5 separate regions of the Mus musculus genome follow, and all the other regions are linked to region 1. A link is a contact called in public HiChIP or PLAC-seq and promoter capture Hi-C data. All regions are on one chromosome and are shown on one strand. The core of a region is the stretch at or near the end of the contact, and the rest is flanking DNA. Distances in the headings are between cores, read along the strand shown. Region 1 holds the start of Depdc1b (DEP domain containing 1B). Region 2 holds the start of Dimt1 (DIM1 dimethyladenosine transferase 1-like (S. cerevisiae)). Region 3 holds the start of 3830408C21Rik (RIKEN cDNA 3830408C21 gene). Region 4 overlaps Pde4d (phosphodiesterase 4D, cAMP specific). Region 5 overlaps Gm31452 (a long non-coding RNA gene).

Region 1 (2,525 bases), core at 14-2,513:
CCTGGTGATGAACAGCAGTATGGAAGTGTAAGCTGAATAAACCTTTTCCTCCCCAACTTGCTTCTTGGTCATGATGTTTGTGCAGGAATAGAAACCCTGATTAAGACAGTGACTCACTGAGTTTAATTAGGGTTCCAAACATGAGCATGGGTGTTAGGCTCTTTACTGGAAGAAAATAGATGGCATCTCTCAGCAGCCATTCATTTCCAATAATCTCCTCACTACTGGCTCATACGCCCTTCCTGCCCTGGTATGCTAGAATATTGATTGACAGGCTCCATCGTGTGTAGGTCTTGCTGTGAATTCATGAATGAACAGCCAGGTCAACCATATTATGTTCGGAAGACAGCATCTTACGGGTGTTCATACCAGTGTCCCATGCTCAGCCCTATTTATTCTCAGGACTTTCACCAGTTTTGAGGGTCTGAATTAATCACTAGCTATTGAATTAATCACTGTCTAATATGTCTATTGCCTATCACCTTCTATGATCAAGGTGGAGTTGTTCAGCAGTCTTCACGGAGGAGTCCAGACATAGATTCATTGTCACCGAGCTAAAGGCATATAGTATAAAGTGAAGTCATTTGTCTCTTTCAACAGTTGCAAGTTGGACCAGCAATTCCCACGGGCAGGAGATGTGTAGGTGATTCAGTGCAGAGAAGACGAATTCATCAACCCCACAAAGGACTGACAATTTCTGTCAGATTCCTAAATACAAAACCTAAGTTCAAGGAGGAGAAAGATTACTGTACTTTATTTATCAAGGGAACACAGCAGACGCTGACCATGCCTCTCCTTATCGCTCTTTCTACACTCCTTATGGCAGGTTGCCTTTATCTGCTTTAGAAATGTCCTTCCCCTTGGACAGCTGTCAAGTCAACTCGCTTCCTTTCACCACCCACTTCTTCCTCTTTGCTAACCTCCGGATTCTCTGCCCTGGGTGCTGACAGGAATTATCTATCGGGTTCCAGCTAGGTTTGGCTCACTGGGCTCCGAGGCTGCAGAGCTGGTGTTCCGAGTGGACTCGCGGCAGGGACAGTCCCGGTAGGTTTTGGGCAGCGCCATCCACTGTGTGCCGGCGGTACGCGGCGCGATCAGTCATGTCCGCAAGCATCCGAGCGCCCATTGGCGAGGAGAAAGTGTTCTTTCCTCCTAGGTGCTGGAGGCGCAACCCCGGGTAGTGAAATCCAGGACACAAACAGCCCCGCCCACCACACAGTTCCTGTCACGTGCCCTCGCAACGTCCAATCAGCGCCCCGAAGCTCCGGGCTTGTGATTCAAACTGCGGCGCGGCGAGCTCCGTCTGGAGTCCCCGCCGGCGTTGCCCCGCGACTGCTGCGCGTTGGCAATGGAGCACCGCGTAGTGGGACCCGGGCCGTACCGGGCCACCAGGCTGGTGAGTGAGAGTGGGGCCGAGCCGACCCCGCGCCGCTGTCACCGCCAAGACTCGGGCAGTGTGCAGTCGCTCGGGGGTTGCCGGTGCTGGTGGTCGTGTGCCTGCTCCGGTCGCTGCTGCACACTCTGTCCCACAGCGGGCAGACGAGGCCCGGAGTCAGCCCTACCAAGGTGGCATGAACTACTTCTGCCGCCGGTAGTTGGATGCTCGGCTTTGGACGGCGCCTTCAGCCTTAACGGGGAACCGAACCTCAGGCGATCGCGTTCCCCTTTGTCCTAGGGACCTACTCTAGCTTCCAGGGCAAGATCGACCGTGGGTGGAGCCATAGGACCACCTATGGGGGTAGCTCTTGCGGACTGCGGTGCTCCAGGCAGGGCGTGACTCCTTCCTGAGTGACACTGTTGACACTTGACAAGTGTTCTTTGTAACGGTGCACTGCACGGAGGTGGATTGCCCCTCTAAGGTTCCTGCCCCCGGAGTTTCAGTTGTCAGCACCTACTTCAAGTAGCGGATCAGCTCTGATAGGTGATCTAAAAGCTTTGCTGATGCACCAGGGTAAGGGTCTTTCTTGTGGAAACAAGTTTTGCCACTCAGAAACTTATTTCTAGGAGGAAGTACTTTTACTGACTTCTCCCTCAAACGGATTAGGACAATGGAATAGACAGAAGGTTTTAGAGGACTTTGAGTTTTGTCTGTGAAGACTCATAGCTGCATTGCCTTGCAATAAAGTCTCACCTGCTCTCTACTCTGGAAAAGGTGGGGATGAATATCCAAACTCATGTTTTAGACTCATATGCTAGAGATGTAGTTTTCTTTCTTTCCAGAGCCAGGTAGTCTGTGTTCTGCGGAGTCAAGCCACCTTCTACAGATGGGAAGTTAGGTTTCAGGCTGCTAGACCTTTGTTTTATTAGACTTATGGGACGCGTGGAGAATCAAATAAAGATTATGAATCTTCACACAAAAGATCACATGGCACATGTAAAGTTTCCCCTAAGATTTTAGGGTCTGTGGTCTTGTTTCATTTGGCTGAAAACAACACATATTTGCATAGGGTCATTGGTCTGGGCTGGACTCATGTCAGCGGTTCTTCCAATGGAAATCATTCATGTGTCACTATCTGGTGATTTGA
Region 2 (2,525 bases), core at 14-2,513, 1.4 Mb before region 1:
ATGAATGAACTTGGGTCCGGAATACCCAGCTGTAGTCACCTGCGGCTGGAAGAAAGGCTTTCCATTGGCTCATAGGCAGTGTTCAAGTGCTCCTTGGTGGGAACCCCATAATAGTCGACTATAAATAAAAGATTATATTAGGATATTTTAGAACTTTCCCTGTGCTCGAATTACAGCAAAGAAAGGAAGGACTAAAACCTAGGCTACGAGAAAAAAAAAAAAAAAAAAAAAAGCCGGGCGGTGGTGGCGCACGCCTTTAATCCCAGCACTTGGGAGGCAGAGGCAGGCAGATTTCTGAGTTCGAGGCCAGCCTGGTCTACAAAGTGAGTTCCAAGGACAGCCAGGGCTATACAGAGAAACCCGGTCTTGAAAAACAAAACAAACCAAAAACCAAAACAAACAAACAAAAACCTAGGCTACGGAACAGGTTCTTAGCAGTAGCCTTTGGTGGTTGATTGCAAAGACTTTCTTCAGCGCACAAACAGAAAAATTAAAACCGAAACATTACACTGGCAAGAAAAACAGCCATGAATCTTTTATTCTGTATGTTACAGCCCGGCGTATAATCCCATTACAATATCCAACACATACCTGTAATCAATCCCATTTACAGGGTTTTGAAATTGTTATAGCCTTTATCTTTCAATAAATAAACATTGAGAGCAGCATATTTTAACTATGACATTCCAGTGCTGGAACTCAGCAAAACGACGAGAAAATGAACAAAAAGCATAGAGAAGTAACCAGTAAGTGCCGTGTTGGAACGAGAGCTAATTCTAATCTAACTGCTTTCCACAACGGAGAGACATGTTACCCTAAACCACCAAGCTCCGTGTCCATCGAGCCTAGGCTTCTCAGCCCACAACCTGCAGGGAAACAGGAGAGACACGAGAGATCTTTCCGCAGATATCAGAATGTCCCAGGGCAGTGCCAAATGAAGCACCCAATTTGCCGAGACCCAACCAATCCTAACTGCCTGCCTGAGCGGCGCGGTTTCCTCTGGGAAATCGGGCTCTTGGGGAAGTTGTTGCTCCAGCTAAAACTCTAAAATCCGGTGGCTAACCCGCTGGAGCCAGCCTTGCCTCCGGAGGAGCTCACCAGACAGAAACTACAATCTCAGCAGCCACTGGGCTCGAGTCCGCCTTGCCGCGGGAGGAGCCCATAAGAGACTACAATTCCCAGCAGCCACTGGGCTCCGGCCTGCCGCTGACTGGGTGGGTCGGTGATCGCAGTGGGCGGGGAAGTGGGCCTCTCGGGCGCCTAGTCGTGACGGCGACTGAGGGCGACTTCCACGCGGTTCCCGGCTGCTTTCGCTTGGCACAGGGACTCCTCCGAGAAGATGCCGAAGGCCAAGTCCGCAGCGAGTAGCCGCCGGCGGGATCGTCAGGAGCAGCGCCGGGAGCTGAAGCGAGCTGGAGGTGCGGTGTGGAGGATGCTTGGGACTGACCCGCGGCGGGGGAGCCCTACGGTGGCCTGCGCCTCTAGCCGCCCCGAGGAGGGTGGGCGCTCAGCGCTGACCCTTCCCCGCGCGCGCCTGGTCTTCCTTGCCAGCAGGAGGGATGGATGGACTCAAAGATACATCCCAACCCCGGCCGGGAGCGCGGCGCTTGTGGATGCATTGGAGCAGAAACCGTCCCGGGTCCATCCTGCTTCTCTGGGACGGCCTGAGATCGGTTCTTGAAAAGTTGGGAAATTAAGGCTGCTTCGTGTTTTATTTCAGGACTCATGTTCAACACAGGGATCGGACAACACATTTTGAAAAATCCTCTAATTGTTAACAGCATCATCGATAAGGTGGGTGTTAACGATGAAAGGCAGAGCGTTTGTGGATTGTATTTTTCTGACTACTTAATGCCTGTATGCCTAAGTTGCATGCCCATAATTATCCCAGCATTTGGGGAAGCTGAGGCAGGGTGATATGCTCGACCGCAGCCTACATACTAAGAAAATATAAACCAAGATAGGGTGCCTGACAGAATAGTTGCTCTGTATGTATATGTTGGATGGGTTGAGAATTGCCCAGTGATTTCCAGATTATTTCCACTTTTTGGAGGCTCCATCTTGTTTTTGGAACTGGGTCTCATGTAATTCAGGGTGGCCTCAAACATGGTGTGTGTCAAAGCCAGCCTTGAACTCCACTTTGCAAGCGTGTATCATTTTGATCACTTTCTAAGTACATCATCGTTACTCTTTTTATTCCAGACCGTAAATTTACGTCCAAATCACACTGAGTTTGTTCCTCAGGAAAAGATATGGTACTGCATATGAACTGTTTGGAGGATTCCTTCTGTATGGGTTACTGTGCTGTGCTTATGGAGGATTGAGGGCCTGGAGGTAAAATACAGACGGTACAGGGAGCATCCTGGAGCCATAGAGTATAGTTCTCCAGTCTCACCGAATATTCTACTCATAAGCATATGCACACTGGTAACGTTTTGTATGGTTACTATATTCTTAAAACTGTACAGTGGTTAAGAATTGAGAAATCTTTTCCATTTGAATGCACTCTTTCCCATTTGAACTCT
Region 3 (2,525 bases), core at 20-2,519, 1.3 Mb before region 1:
ATCCATAAGCAGCCTATGGGTCTTTTTTTTTAAATGAATTAAACATGTCTCTTCCCCTCGCCTTACACTTCTCTCAGTTACCTCCCCAGGGTGTGAAAATATCAACATCCGGTCGCCCACCCTCTCAGGAGTGTCTCCCGTGGACTGCGTCCATCCTCTCTCCATCCTCTCCTTCCCTTTCAGTAGCATCACCTTGGTGAAGCGTACCGAGTATTTCTTTCCCGTTACTCCCCCACCCCTTTTCATGGCCGAGTGCAGCCTTCTCTGCACTTGGATCAGCAGAAGAAAGCAGCATGCTTGGGGGAGAACAGGCAAAGAGGCCTGACAACCGGATAGCACTTAACAACAACCGGATGGCTCCCCAATGGCCTCTGGCTGCCAGTCGGGTCTCTCGGTGCCGACATCCCCGATCTTCACGCTACCACCCTTTCCACGCCACCGAGGCAGAGACCGGTAAAAGGCAGAGTAGAGGCAGCGCGAGGCACGGGCAACCCTAACGGAGTCCCCTGGGGGGAGAGGACCGCGAACCCGGGAGCGGCTCCCGCCCTGCGGCCGGGGCCCCGCACTGCAGCGGCGCCCGGGCGGACCCCACGCCCGCCTCACCCGCACAACGCCGCACACAAAAGCGCCGGGCCGCCGCCTTCCCGCCCCCACAACCCGTAGAGCAATCAAAGGGGCAGCCGGCCCGACGCGGCCAGAGGCGCGGCTCACCATCGCTGCGCTTGATCTCCACGTAAATCCCGATCTGGATCTTGCCGAAGTTGGCCGTTGCCATCACCTCATCCGGAGCGGCGGCAGGCGGGCGAAACAGGCGGGGAGGGGGCGGGGTGGCGGCGGGAGGGGCAGCGGTGGCCCGCGTCCGCGCCGGTCCGGGAGGCAGCGTGGACGCGAGCGGGGCCGCGGCGAGAGCGGCGGCGGACGAGCGGGCTGAAGCCCCGGGCCTGCGGGCGGACGGGCGGACGGGCGGGCGGACGGGCGGGCGGGCGGGCGGGCGCGCACGCCGGGCGTCCGGGTGAAGCGAGGGCCGCAGCCGTGAGGCGGCGCGGGGGAAGAGTGGGAGGGCTCGCGCCGCCCGCCCCTACGGACGCTGGAGAGGCGGGGCGCCGCGCGCCTGCGCACACCCGGCGGCCCGCGGCTTCCTGCCGTGCGCCCGCGCGCTCGGGCTGCAGGCGGCCCCGCCCAGCTCGGCTGCGGCCTGGCGGCGGGCGGGGCTGAGCCGTCCGCGGGAACGGGAACGGGAACGGGAGCGCGCGCGGCCCGGCCGGGTACGAACCCGCGCCGGGTTTGATTCCGCACGCGGCGGCCTACGAGGCGCGGGAAACGACTCGCGACGTCCTTCCAGAGCTCCCGCTCCGCGTGCACGCTGCCGCAGGAACGGGTTGAGGGCCGAGTGGGATCGAGGCTTTCGGGGCGCGGGACTGAGGGGCACTGACCGATTAAAGAACTGGCTCAGTGCATTTCTGTGGCTGTCAGATCGCATGCCACTCCGGGGCAGCCGGTCCTTGAGGAACCTTATTAAGGCCGGGGCATGCCTGGTTCAGGCTTCCCATCAATTATGGAGGGTCGAAAGGGTGTCGTCCACCCTGAGTAGGAACGAAGACCTCCCCTTGCCCTTTACTTCCCAGCTCATTGCAATTCAAAGCGAAGCCCTCCTGGGCTACCAGCGGGCCTGTCCTGCTATCCTATTGCTTCAGTAGAGCTCAAGGCTTACTTGCCCTAGTCTCTAACTCCAGCAGCTATGACTCAAAATCAGAGCAGAGACTTGAAGAACGTTGAATAATGAGCCTCTTCTGCAGTCATGTGGCTGAGCTGACTACAGCAACATGGAGAGTGCCAAGCAGAGGGGGCCAGGTAGACAAGCGTGTAAACTGAAGTGTAACCTCCACCAGCTTTGTCGTAAATTCTTTGTAGAATGACTTACTACTCTCCTCAGTTACTCCCTGCCTGCCCATTCCTGCATCTTGGTTTCTTCATCTTCCCCCATGATCTAGGATAATATGATCTCTTCTCCTTCCCCCTGATTATTTAAATCTTCCTCTCACCTCCCTACATTTTTCACTTGTTATTTACTTTTTTTTTTTTTTTTTTTTAGATAGGGTGTCATTTGACCTAAGCTGGCCTTAACCATGCTATGTAGTGAGGATAATCTTGAATGCCTTACTGGTGTGAGCCATCACTTCTAGTTTATGTGGTACTGGGGATAGAATCCAGGACTTTGTACGTGATGAGAGCATTGTGGATGAGAATGGTTCATGTGCTTGAATACTTTGTCCCCATTGTTGGAACTGTTTGGGAAGGATTAGGAAATGTGCCCTTATTAGAGAAAGGGTTTCACTAGGATCAGGCGCTGAGGTTTCAAAAGACACCATTTAGAGTTAGCTTTCTAGACCTCTTACTTGTGCATCAAGAGGTGAGCGCTCAGGTGTTGAGGCCAGCATGCCTTTGTTCCACCATCATGGACTTCAAACCTAGGAAACCATAAGCACAGTGAAACACTTTTGTTTTGTCGGTTGTCTTGGTCATGG
Region 4 (2,525 bases), core at 13-2,512, 1.2 Mb after region 1:
TCCTGGGGCTTGCTCCTCCCACACCTGTATCTTGCTACCATGTGTTTTCTGGCTTCCCTATGACAGGGAATTTTTGTTATATTTACTGATGGTGGATAGTTTTGGTTGTTTTGAAACTTTCATTTTTGGAAGTTATAATTCAATTGCATGATTCTCCCCACTTCCTCTCACCAACCTCTCCTATAGAATAAATCCTTCTTGCTCTCTCTTTCAAATTAATGGCTTCTTTTCCTTTGATAGTTGTTATATATATATATATATATATATATATATATATATATATACACACATAGTTTATATATTCTTATAAAATATAAGTACACCCTTCTCAATCTGTCTAACATTACCTATCATGTGCATAGGATCTCAAGGCTGACCACATAGCATTGGATAATCAGTGAAGGAACATTTCCCTGGGAGGACTGTTTCTGGGAGGACCATTTCTCCTAATCATATCGTTCTCAGTTCTTTATCTACTATCGAGACCCTTAGTTGCCCTTTTCAAATTAGGATTTCCATAGGTGTCATGGTTGTTCAGGTCTTGTTTTAGACAACCATGTTGATTAGACTTTGTGGGTATAGCCTGTCTGACATTTCTAAAAGACACAGTCTTACGACAAACATTTTTTTGAGCACTGTAATATGAAATGAAGAAGTATACTTTCTTTTATTTTTTGTCTTTTATTTATTTATTTTTTACACTCCAGATTTTATCTCCCTCCCCCCACTGCCACCATCCACCCTCCAACTGTTCCACATCTCATTCCTCCTCCCCACTCCTTGTCTCCATGAGGATATCATCCTCGTGGCAAAGTATACTTTCTTGAAAACCTAAAAATTAAAAAAAAGGGGGGGGGGGGAATCAATGCTATAAATGTTTTTTTACAGAGCCATTGCTTCTGGGTGCTCAGCCAGGTGGATTTTATTTCACCACTTCACAGCTAAAGAAAATAAAAATATAACACTCCATATGCTGCAGGCCAGAGAGGACACACCTAGCCTGGCTTGCTCGCCACCTCCCCGGAAGACTTTTTAGCCTCCCTCCTTTGGGATGATGCGCTTCGGAGCTGTTGTCAGCAGTGCGGTTGGAAGGGGACGGGGAAATGAATAGGATTTGAAGGGGTGTGGAAAGGTGTGAGCCTTTCCGTGATCCTCGGGATTTGCAGAAGCCTTTCGAGTTATTTATGCCGCCGTGCGCCCTGTGTCGGTTAATATTTCATCTCTGCTTTCAGTTTCTAAACGACAGATGCTTTAAAAAAAAAAAAATCAGCGTGAGGTTCGGCTTCCTCCTACCCTTCGCCCCATGTCTCCGTGCTCCAGACCAACCCTGTTAGCCCTTTTGATTTAATCTTCACAGTTCTGTACTCACTGGAGGGACAGAAAATGGATGCTAATATACCAAAATAGACACTTAGAAAACTCGTTTTTAAAAATGACTCTGCAGCTTCACCTGCAAGTAAAAGACATAAAGGCATTTCCACCTCACCACTAATGACCATAAATATTAACATTGAGGTCAGTTCACAGTTTGCCAGTGTTACGGCCGTATTTTAAAGTTACATTTTACTTCATAGTATAACACATTACTTCAAGAGGATATCCTTATAGGTAACATTAAATTTCATATAGTTCTATAAACTACTTTTCCTTTTCCTTTTTTGAAAATAGATTCTTCACTCATACATCAGACCACAGTTGCCCTCCCTCCACGCTTCCCAGCGACCTCACCACCTCCCCTCTCCCTCAGATCCACACCCGCTCAGTTTCCTCTTGAGAAAAGAGCAGGCCTCTAAGAGATGACGGTCAGACAGGGCAAAACAAGATACACAGTAAGGAAAGGCAAAGGCCCTCGAATCCAAGCCAGACAAGGCAACCTAGTAGGAGGAAGAGGCTCAGGAACAGGCATTAGAGTCAGAGACACACCCACTGCCACCGTTGGAAGCCCCACAAAAACACGGAGCCATCACATATATGCAGAGGACCTGGTGCCGACCCACGCAGGCCTTGGGCTTGTCACTTAGGTCTCTATGAGCCCATGTATGTGAGCCCTTGCTTAGCTGATTCAGTGGCCCGTGTTCTCCTGGTGTCCTCCATCCTCTCTCACTCTATAATCTCTTGGGTTTTTTTGGTTTTTTTTTGTTTTGTTTTTTTTTTTGTTTTTGTTTTTGTTTTGTTTTTGTTTTTTTTTGTTTTTGTTTTTTTTTGTTGTTGTTTTTTGTTTTTTTGTTTGTTTTTTTTTGTTTTTTTTGTTGTTGTTTTTTTGTTTTTTTGTTTTTTTGTTTTTTTGCTCTTCCACGGGGTTTTCAGAGCTCCTAGGAGAAGGACCCTATGGGAACCTCCAGTTAGGTTCTCCACATAATGTCTGAGTGGGGGTCTCTAAAGCTTCTCCCATCTGCTGGCCCATTGAAGATGGACTCTTTGAGAATGACTGGACAAGTCGCTAGATCTAGGAGGATAGCAGAATATCTTTAGGATTTTTTTCCCTCAGTACTGTGGCTCAGCCTTAGCGCTCTGGGCTCTCCAGT
Region 5 (2,525 bases), core at 9-2,508, 1.2 Mb before region 1:
GTGAGCTTGGTAAATAGTAATTAATCGGTTATCATGATGTTAGAGAACAGTATTAGCTTTGAAACCACAGCCTGGTTGACTATTAGGGTGCTATGAAATTAGTATAATTGCAACAGTGCAGGCAAGATCAAAAGATACTGGCTTTTCCTAAATGTCATATAATGTTCACAGGGACACCTGCAGCTCAGCTCAAACCACCCAGGACAGAAGATCGACCCAGTCCCCAGGGGTGTATATTCCCCTAGCCAGGATAGAGCAAGTTCTTGTTAGAATGCTAGTAGTTTGTCATTTAGGGTTGAAAATGTCTCCTTCAGAGTCTCAGCCCACACCAGTTCTCTTACACCAGTCCCGTTGTTCCGTAGTTCCTGGGGCTCAGAGGCCTTCCACCTCCCCTGGGCTTGCAGTAGTAGATGGAAGGTCAGGGGCAAGGTAGGGGCGGAGCTCTATCTGGGAGGACATACTGTGTCTGCAAGCAGGTGTTCTGGTAGATAATTCTGGCTTTGCACTCGGTTTGTTTGTTCTCAGAGTCTCCCAGAGTTTTTCTTATACACCCACCCCATGCTTTCCCTCGTTTGGCACAGACCCACTTTTGAGTTAGAAGATTATCTAGTCCAAATCACTTTCATTCCAGATGAGGAAGCAGCTGTCACAATTGCGGAAGTTCCAGCCAGCAGCAGACAGCTGTCTGTCTGGTGCTGATATCTTGGCATGGACCAATAGGACCCTCAGGTCAACTTCTTTTCTGAAGCTATCTTTCAGCAGTTGTTTATTCTCTGATCTCCCTCTATAACAGACCTCCCATCCCTTTCCCGCTCATTGTTTGTTTGTTTTTATTTTGTTTCTTTGAATCTCTGTCTCCCCTTCATCTTGACTAGCTGTTTAATACATGAAAAACTTGAGAAAAATCAGGCTTTATTCTAAGAGAAACCCAAATGAAACCTCAGCCATCAAACCTTCACTAACTAAATTATGCAGTGTTTGTGTCACCTCCTGATTTGTTTTTGTGGGTTAAGCCTCTCAAAGGGAAAAAAGGCTCATTTGTTGCAACCCGTAGGAGAAAGACTTGGAAGGAGGAAATAGAAAACAAGAGGTAAGCTGAGCCGAAGGATCACATATCCAGCGAAAGGAATACGAAATGAGAATCTGGACATGCCCGCGTGTATTTTTCCATTTGGAAACAACGCGGTCACAACTGGTGTATTTACTGTTTCCTCTAGACTCACTTGCCCTTGGGGGTAAGTACTCTGCAAGAGACGCTAGCCTGCCCCCTAGTGGCTGCTGAGGACATGCACTCGTATCCCAGGGCTGCGGCTTGACTGTCCGCAGAGAGAAGCTGAGGAAAGTCACTCTGAGAGGGAGCAACTCTCCTGTAAATACAGTAGATGGAGACACACACTGAAAGACTGGATCCCCATGAGCCTCGATTTCATTTGCTCTGAGAAACTGTTCAGCATTCTGAATTGTCGAAGATAGATAGATTTGAATTTAATGTATGCATGATGCTTCATGCGACCAGTGTTTGATTTGTAAAACACAACAACAAAAAACCCTAATGTGAAGATTTTAAGTACAAGCGGTACCTGAATCTGCTGACCTTTCACACTATTAATTTGTGCAGAGCTTTAGCGTAGGAGGAGACAAGGATACAGAAGTTAGGGAAGCCCAGATCCCGTTCTTTGGGACCCTCTGATGGGAAGGAACACATATTTGCACATAGTTACAACACATGGCAGAGGTACAGCCAGAGAGGCGACATGTATGCCGATGTCTTATTTAATATTTATCATGAAGGTTTTTATATTGTAAATTAAGTGCATTTATCTTTTGTTATCTGAGAAGAAATCTGTAACAGTGGATTTCTGTGGCGTGCAATAAAGACCTTCCTACATAGGAGGAGAAAGTTCAGAAAGGTCAAGTAATTTGCACTCATTGAGCAGCAGAGAAATATCATCCCTGCGATTCAAATTTGGCTGTCTGCTTTTACTGTCGGCTCAATTAACTTTGACAGAGCTATACTGAGAGCCTACCCGGCACCAGCTTTGTGCTGGAGGTGTGAAGAGGAAGATGCCATTACCGGTCTTAGGGTTAGTGTCCTGCAGGGAACTAGACTGTGAAGAAAAACTTGCACTCTGTTGTGACTGATGCGGTAGTGGACATGCGCAGATTTTACCTCTGGAGCCCAGTGGCAGGCCTTCTGTCACCTGATCCCGATAACTGACTGTGAGCGACTGATTAGGAATTTGTCACTTGGCCTAAGGCAATCATATTTAAAATAGATCTAATAATGGGTATCTGCCCAGGAGGTTAGACCACTCATGGATGACAGCCAGATGTGTCAGAGACAGCAGCCAACAAGAGAAACTCAGAAAAGTCCAGAATCAAAGTAGCAAGCAAGCAAGCAAGCAAGCAAGCAAGCAAGCAAGCAAGCAAGCTGGTGTGCCCGAGCATGGATGGCATCCCTGCATTTGGGAGACAGAGACAGAAGTTTAAAGTCATCCTCAGCTACATAGAATAGTGGGGAATCA

Evidence for each region. Promoter capture Hi-C pulls out the DNA fragments that hold promoters and counts their contacts. HiChIP or PLAC-seq counts read pairs in DNA pulled down with a chosen protein or histone mark. Capture Hi-C pulls out chosen DNA fragments and counts their contacts.
Region 2: a promoter capture Hi-C map of liver shows a contact between it and region 1, with 4 times the contacts expected there. The contact joins the promoter of Dimt1 here to the promoter of Depdc1b in region 1. A contact is called at or near these places in 4 of 39 promoter capture datasets (embryonic stem cells, liver and pre-B cells), 2 of 484 Hi-C or Micro-C datasets (nephron progenitors and regulatory T cells), 2 of 115 datasets of contacts at active chromatin or transcription factors (astrocytes and large pre-B cells) and 2 of 9 other capture datasets (adipose tissue and liver).
Region 3: an H3K4me3 HiChIP or PLAC-seq map of pro-B cells shows a contact between it and region 1, with 6 times the contacts expected there. The contact joins the promoter of 3830408C21Rik here to the promoter of Depdc1b in region 1. A contact is called at or near these places in 1 of 39 promoter capture datasets (embryonic stem cells), 1 of 484 Hi-C or Micro-C datasets (CD4 T cells), 4 of 115 datasets of contacts at active chromatin or transcription factors (astrocytes, fibro-adipogenic progenitors, large pre-B cells and 1 more) and 2 of 9 other capture datasets (adipose tissue and embryonic stem cells).
Region 4: a promoter capture Hi-C map of pre-B cells shows a contact between it and region 1, with 7 times the contacts expected there. The contact joins the enhancer-like site here to the promoter of Depdc1b in region 1. A contact is called at or near these places in 5 of 39 promoter capture datasets (embryonic stem cells, hippocampal neurons, liver and 1 more), 3 of 115 datasets of contacts at active chromatin or transcription factors (astrocytes, embryonic stem cells and large pre-B cells) and 2 of 9 other capture datasets (embryonic stem cells and liver).
Region 5: an H3K4me3 HiChIP or PLAC-seq map of the 230-238 cell line shows a contact between it and region 1, with 9 read pairs. The contact joins the enhancer-like site here to the promoter of Depdc1b in region 1. A contact is called at or near these places in 5 of 484 Hi-C or Micro-C datasets (B cells, cerebellum, cortical neurons and 2 more), 4 of 115 datasets of contacts at active chromatin or transcription factors (the 230-238 cell line, astrocytes, embryonic forebrain and 1 more) and 1 of 9 other capture datasets (liver).

What each region holds. Positions count from the first base shown.
Region 1 is chr13:108,315,074-108,317,598 of GRCm38.p6, forward strand. It overlaps Depdc1b (DEP domain containing 1B), which reads left to right and starts at 1,264. Exons shown (of 11, transcript NM_178683.4): 1 at 1,264-1,396. The coding sequence starts at 1,349.
Region 2 is chr13:106,945,866-106,948,390 of GRCm38.p6, forward strand. It overlaps Dimt1 (DIM1 dimethyladenosine transferase 1-like (S. cerevisiae)), which reads left to right and starts at 1,264. Exons shown (of 12, transcript NM_025447.4): 1 at 1,264-1,418; 2 at 1,721-1,794. The coding sequence starts at 1,340.
Region 3 is chr13:107,021,301-107,023,825 of GRCm38.p6, forward strand. 3830408C21Rik (RIKEN cDNA 3830408C21 gene) reads left to right here and starts at 1,270. Exons shown (of 4, transcript NR_015471.1): 1 at 1,270-2,525. It overlaps Kif2a (kinesin family member 2A), which reads right to left and starts at 1,055. Exons shown (of 21, transcript NM_001374727.1): 1 at 712-1,055. The coding sequence starts at 775.
Region 4 is chr13:109,545,364-109,547,888 of GRCm38.p6, forward strand. The region is part of intron 3 of Pde4d (phosphodiesterase 4D, cAMP specific); the gene reads left to right. Among named protein-coding and RNA genes, the nearest start is that of Gm32703, 110 kb to the left of the region's middle. Within about 2 kb of position 1,263, at least 68 of the 459 cell types and tissues checked have an H3K27ac peak or open chromatin away from gene starts, as enhancers often do. A contact at or near this core is called in pre-B cells, where this site is marked.
Region 5 is chr13:107,100,518-107,103,042 of GRCm38.p6, forward strand. All of the region lies in intron 4 of Gm31452 (a long non-coding RNA gene), which reads left to right. Among named protein-coding and RNA genes, the nearest start is that of Gm41051, 20 kb to the right of the region's middle. Within about 2 kb of position 1,259, at least 105 of the 459 cell types and tissues checked have an H3K27ac peak or open chromatin away from gene starts, as enhancers often do. A contact at or near this core is called in the 230-238 cell line, where this site is marked.